Linked DNA regions of Sus scrofa: region 2 is linked to region 1. A link is a contact called in public HiChIP or PLAC-seq data. All regions are on one chromosome and are shown on one strand. Each heading gives the region's core, a stretch centred on a gene start, on an enhancer-like site or on the middle of the called end of the contact. The rest is flanking DNA. Distances are from core to core; before and after follow the strand shown. Region 1 overlaps PSTPIP1 (proline-serine-threonine phosphatase interacting protein 1). Region 2 has its middle 31 kb from the start of TSPAN3.

What was found. HiChIP or PLAC-seq counts read pairs in DNA pulled down with a chosen protein or histone mark.
Region 2: an H3K27ac HiChIP or PLAC-seq map of skeletal muscle shows a contact between it and region 1. The contact joins two enhancer-like sites. A contact is called at or near these places in 1 of 5 promoter capture datasets (liver), 11 of 47 Hi-C or Micro-C datasets (alveolar macrophages, embryonic fibroblasts, fetal skeletal muscle and 4 more) and 1 of 2 datasets of contacts at active chromatin or transcription factors (skeletal muscle).

What each region holds. Positions count from the first base shown.
Region 1 is chr7:57,135,859-57,138,885 of Sscrofa11.1, forward strand. It overlaps PSTPIP1 (proline-serine-threonine phosphatase interacting protein 1), which reads left to right. Exons shown (of 15, transcript NM_001244186.1): 6 at 2,403-2,465. Among named protein-coding and RNA genes, the nearest start is that of PSTPIP1, 34 kb to the left of the region's middle. Within about 2 kb of position 1,528, at least 3 of the 83 cell types and tissues checked have an H3K27ac peak or open chromatin away from gene starts, as enhancers often do. A contact at or near this core is called in fetal skeletal muscle and skeletal muscle, where this site is marked.
Region 2 is chr7:57,216,511-57,219,537 of Sscrofa11.1, forward strand. It overlaps a transcript of PEAK1 not described here. Among named protein-coding and RNA genes, the nearest start is that of TSPAN3, 31 kb to the left of the region's middle. Within about 2 kb of position 1,466, at least 8 of the 83 cell types and tissues checked have an H3K27ac peak or open chromatin away from gene starts, as enhancers often do. A contact at or near this core is called in fetal skeletal muscle and skeletal muscle, where this site is marked.

The DNA.
Region 1 (3,027 bases), core at 278-2,777:
TGAGCTATCTTCTACCAAGAAGAGGGAAAGACATTAACATTTTTTTCTGAAAAATTTTTATTGACGTATAGTTGATTTACACAATGTTGTGTTAATTTCTGCTGTGCAGCAAAGTGATTCATTTGTACACACGTAGATATTCTTTTCACATTCTTTTCCATGATGGTTATCACACGATATTGAATACCATTCCCTGTGCTCTACAGTAGGTCCTTGTTGTGATCCATTCTCTGTGTAATGGTTTGCATCTGCTAACCCCGAACTCCCAGTCCTTCCCTCCCTCTTGGCAACCACAAGACTGTTCTCTATATCTGTGAGCCTGTTTTTGTTGTGTAGATATATTGACTTGCGTTGGATTTTAGATTCCACATATAAGGGATACCACATGACATTTGTCTTTCTCTGACTTCTTTCACTTACTATGAGAATCTCTAGTTGCATCCATGTTGCTGCAAGTGGCATTATTTCATTCTTTTTTTTATGGCTGATAGTATTGCATTGCATAGTCATTGGTCATTTTGATTATCCTACTTCCACTAGGCTGTAGAGGGTCCCTGACAGCTTGGGGGTATCCAAAGGAGGGGAGTCACCAGAAACTGGTCCTGAGCTGAAGGATCAGGGTTGTTTATCCGGGAGAAAGGAGGACTTGGGCGAGTCAGTCACGGCGGCCATTCTGCAGGGCTGCCTGAGGCTGAAGGGAACAGAGCTTGCAAGTGGTGGGGGTGCTGAGTTTACCTTAGCATCCAAAAGTGCTTTTCACTCATCTGTAGGGTGTGGCTGTCCCTAGATAGAGGGACCGCATGGAAAGGAAGTGGGAGGGATGCAGCAGAGGTTGGATGGGAGGTGGGCTTGGTGACCTCTGTGTCCCAGGGCCCCCTCCCAAACCTGAGACTCTGACTGGTGGAGCTCGTGGCCCTCTGGGAAGGCAGATGGGCCTCAGTGATGAGGGTGGTGCCTTGGACGGGGGCGGGGAGGCCAGCACACAGATGTACTTCTTGCTTGGAGAGGAAGGATCATTGTAAACTGTCCAAGGAACTGGAATGGAAGAATCCATTCAACGGAGCTGGGAAGGGGAAGAAGGAGATAGTTCATGGCTGGGACTGAGTATCCCGGCCAAGCCACTTCCCCTGTCTGTGCCTCCGTTTCCCTCTTGCAGGATGGGACACTTATGTCCACCTCCCAAGTGTTGGGGACCCAGACCAGAACCAGCCCCCCTCAGTCTTCACAGGCAAGGTGCCAGCTCCAATTAGAGGCTCTTACCACAGAAATTCAGTGTGGCTGCACCCCCTGTCTGCCTATCTAGCTAGTTGGGGTTTCAGCCTTTCAGGATTCTAAATCTGGGTTCCTGAGCAGACTGTGGGTCCCCAAAGCCAGCCACAGAAACTGGCCTGGCCTTGAGGTGCAGGAGCAGAGGCCCTCTCTGGGCTGAAACTTGCCTGGGAAACATCTGCTGTGACCATGAGGCCCCAGGATGGCTATTTTGAGCTTTCCTGTGGCCAGTGAGACTGTGATGTCTACAAATAGCTGTTTTGGACAGTGACACCTTCCGCAGAGTGGCCAGGTCCTCCACAAGCAGAGGAGAGCTATGATGCAGTGTGTGGGGAAGACTGCCTGCATGTGTGTGCACACATGTGCATGTATGGACATGTGTGTGTGCCCAGGAGAACATGGGTGTGTGTGTGTGTGTGCACACCTGTGAACACATGCATGTGTCTTGGTGTGTGTGTGTTGGACCAGGTGGCTTCCTGAGGCCTTGTCGCTGACACAGGCCCCACTGTGACCCCAGGCACAACTTGGCTATAGCCCTGACATGAGGGGTGTCTCATTCCCTCATTTCCAGTCCCTGCCAGGCACATCCTCCATCTGAACGAGGAGCACGGGAGGCAAGGTGGGGGTGCAGAGGCCCCGTGTGCCTGCGTGTGTGGCCATGACTAAATTTGGAGTGTGTGTTCACCTGTGTGCAGAGGCTCATGGCAGGGGGGGTGGCACTTGGGAGAGGTGTGTGAAGGCCTTGTGTGTGCAAGTATGAGCAGTAGGAACCTTTTAGCGTGTACTTCTGCGCATGGGTGGAACTCTGTGCGCATGTGTACACGGAGCATGATGGCTGTATGCGGGTACAGGGGCGCATGCGTGCGTGCAGGCTGGGTGTCCCCAGCTAGAGATGAAGTCTGGACAGGTCAGTAGCGAGAGGCTACGATGGCACATCCGTGCCTCGGGCTCCCCGCTTTCTGCTCTGAGTGCTGGTTGTGAAAGAGCAGGTCCTGGGAGAGGGGGGTCTTGGTGCCACCCCCTTCAGAGCCAGTAGGGGATGCTGGGCCTCATCCCAGGGACACCCGTCCTCTTGGCCTAGGGGAGTGTCCCGAGGCCACAGCCCCACGCTCAGAGCTTCGTGTCCCCCGCAGTTCGAAGCTGTCATGGACCGTGTCCAGAAGAGTAAGCTGTCCCTCTACAAGAAGGCCATGGAGGTGAGTGCCAGGGCCTTGGGCCTGGGGGTGGCAGGGCTCAGGGTGTGGATCCCAGGAGCCCTGGGCGGGCACAAGGGACAGGGCTGGCCTCAGGCCTCTGTCCAGCAACAGGCACAGTGGGGCTGTGCTGGGTCCACCTGCCCTTGGGAGCTCCTCCTGATGGGCAGGTAATTGGTCCCGACAGTGGTCCCCTGGGTCATCCATGCTGGAGCTGGGGACTTGGGGGGATGAAAGGAGTGGGGACCTCTGAACTGTCTCCTAGGACAGAGTAAGGAGGAAAAAAATGGCTCTACAGGAGAGGACGGCATGTGCAGAGGCTGCCCCTGTGACAGTGCAGGGCGTTTTCAGGGCCCTGCTGGTAGTTTGATGTGACCACGCCCCTGAAGAGGCCAGGGCCACAGGCAGGGCTACCCTGTCCCCACTGGGAAGGGGCCTGGGCACACGATGCCCTTCTCCATCTCCATTCTGGACCCCCAGTCCCTGTCTGTGGTGAGGAAGCCCCTGTTCCATCCACACCCCTCAGCGGGTAGAAGAGAGGCTGAGCTCAGAAACCTCCCTCTGG
Region 2 (3,027 bases), core at 216-2,715, 81 kb after region 1:
AAGCTGCCTGAATGGGGCCCTGAAGAAAGGGGAGAAAAAGGACAGAAACATTGTGGGCAGGGAAATCTCCAAGCATGGGACAGCAGCCGGGAGGCCTGCCTGGCAGACGGGGGGCTGGCTGGGGTCTGGTCAGTGACAAGCCTGACTGGGTGGCAGGACTGACAATTCTGGGGCAACAGCAGGGAGGGTGGGGGAGAAAGGCCATGAGCTCTGGGAACTGGGAGGAGGCGCTGGACCATCTGAGGACAGATCTTAGCTCCCTCACCAGGGATTTGGGGTAAACAAAACCTCTCTGGCTTGTCTTTTTATGGATAAAATAGGGGTAATTCTAGAACCCTCCTCATAGGGTTTTGAAAATAAAATTAAGCTGGTTCAGCACCAAGGAGCTCTCCCTTGCTCCCCTTTGAGATCTTACAGTCCTTCTGGTGTCCTGGCTGCTTACAGGGCAGAGGAAAGAGCACTGACTAGAAGGCGTGCGGATCTGGGTTTAAGGCCTGCCTCTGGTTAGTTGAGTGGAGATGGGCAGCCTGGAGCCTTCTCCATGGATGGTTGTGAGGATGAAGGGTACTCTCACCTCTGCTACTGTTAACACCCCCACCTCCCACCGGCCGCAGCCTGGGGCTTCTCCGAGCAGCTTGAGCAGTGCCCGAGCCAGCTGCACAGTGTGAGGCAAAGGCCGGCTGCCCAGCCCTGGAGCAGGCCCAGTGTCAGGAGGCTGAGGAGGATGAACCTGAACGGCTCAGAGCCTGAGGGAGGGAGGCCTGTAGAGCCCTCAGCTTGGGGAGCATGAGTGGCCTAGTCCTGGAAGGCTGTGGCAGCGTGGGTAGGATGGTTTCAGATATGCCCCTGGCAGCATGGAGCAGGCAGGAGAGGTGCTTAGGGGGAGAGGACGGGCCAACGATGAAGCGCAGGCCTGCAGGTTTTCACTCTGCCTAACCTCCAACCCTGGTTCCAGGACTCCAGCTTGGGGAGTGGTGGGTGGTGCTGATGGCCCCACAGAGCAGAGAGCTCTGCTCCCACTTGGCAGAGATGCAAAGCCCTCTACTCCTGAGGCCCCAGGCCCCATTCACCATGCACATTCCCCAGAAGCCCAGGCGCCCCACTTGCACTCTCAAACGGAGACCACCGCCAGTGCAGCTCCGCCTTCTGGTTGCTTTCACACACCTTCCAGAGGGTGAGGGAAGAGTTAGTTGGGATATGTGTGTGAGAAAAGAGTTATCTAAAAATCACCAGGAGGTCAGGGGTTGCACACAGGCAGCCTGTTTTCACTCAGAGGTTTGCAAATTTGTGAGAACTGGACCTTGGCAACGGATTCCTTCCTGCCACCTTCCCCCCACTCCCTACTGTGTGAAATCCAATTTTTAAGTTTCAGCTGTTAATTACCTTGAGCTGTTCCTCCTGGCAACCTGTGATCCGTCACCTGCAGTTCTCTGCTCCTGAGGCACTAACGAAATTCCTTCCCTCGTAGAGCGCAGGCCCCCTTAAAAGGAAGCATAATTTACTGGGCCTTGGAGAGCAGGCAAAGAGCTCCCAGAGCAGAGGGCACACACTCAGTGCCAGGAACTGGACAGCTTCTCGTGATGGTTAATGCCAGGTGGGAAAGAAATCAAGATTCTTTGTGGCCTGGGTTGAAAGAAGTCAGTTTACAGGCCTGTGGGAGCCAAAGGCGCTATTCAGATGTCAGTGGTCCCTCACCTCTGGACAAGCCCACATCAAAGGGAAGAGTGGTCTTCCTGAGGACCTGCTAATGGAATTGCAAGGGATGGATCCCATGCTGGGCGAGGTGATGGGGGGGAAACAAGGTCTCTCTCCAGTTATACCAAAGGACAGAGTGATCCCATTGGTGGCCTTGCTCTACCTCACTTGGAGTCTGGCTTGGGCAACCCTGAACTGGTCCCACCACCCAGGCCTGTATCTTCAGGGGCCTCAGTTGCTACTCAGACCAGCAGAGCATTAGACCTTGACCTAAGCCTAGTGTGCTCCATCTCTGTGATGTTGAGACCTCTCCATCCCAGCTGTTTGTTTCTGTCTTTGGTTCTTTCCCTCCAGAAGCCCGTGTGCTGCACTCACAGCTAGGGAGGCTAATGCCCCGACCCCTCTCCAGCAAGCAAGCTGAGGCTGGAGCAGGCAGAAGCCATGTCCCTCGGGACTTTTTCTTGGCTTTGCTGCTGACCCCTCAAGGCCCAGGAAACAGAGAGAGCTCTGAGGCCCACACCAATGTGGGTTCTGCCTTCTCAGCAGCATAAAAGTCTGGCAATCACTTTTCTGGAATATCCTTTAAATACCATGTCTGCAAATTCCAGAGCGCTTGCTAGTGGAGAGAAGCAGAAACACTGGGCTGGAGACAGTATCCATGGTAAGGGGTTTAGAGCTCTAAAATCTGGTCTAAATTTAGAGTCTACATGTCTGCACTTTCATCCATTCTACTCTAATAATGTGGCAGCTGTCACTGCCACTGCCCACTGCTGACTCGTCCTGCCTGAGCCTGGTGGCCTCCTCTCTCTACTGAAACATCTGCACATTAGCTTGTCCGCCTTTGTCAGGACACTGTGTGTGACCATATGCCTTAAGGAACAAGCAAAAGATATGAACTGTGTGGCAGATGATGCTGTACAAAGCCCTGTCCTGCTCATACTGTCCGCAGAGCTCTGAGATCTGAGGCTTAGTTACAGCCAGCTAACCACACCTCCAGCACACAATACAAAGACAGGAAGTCTGCATGGTGGCTGGTCACCAGGGGGCGAGCTCACACAGCAAACCCACAGCCTTGCTGGCTCTGGGGGAAGGCTCAAGGCCTTTGCCACCCCTTCCATGCCCAGTCTTCTCGATCTAGGGAGGGAATGAAGAAAAAATACAGCCCAGGTCAGCAGGGAGGAGCATCCAAGAGCGCATGCATCCTAGAGGTCAAGATATAACCATGTCTGCAACCACTACCCACCCCACCTCCGGCAGGTCTGCGTGGGAGAGCTGCTGAAAGGACAAGCGCTTGTCCAGGTTTTAGTGTATATGAAAATGAATTTATTTACA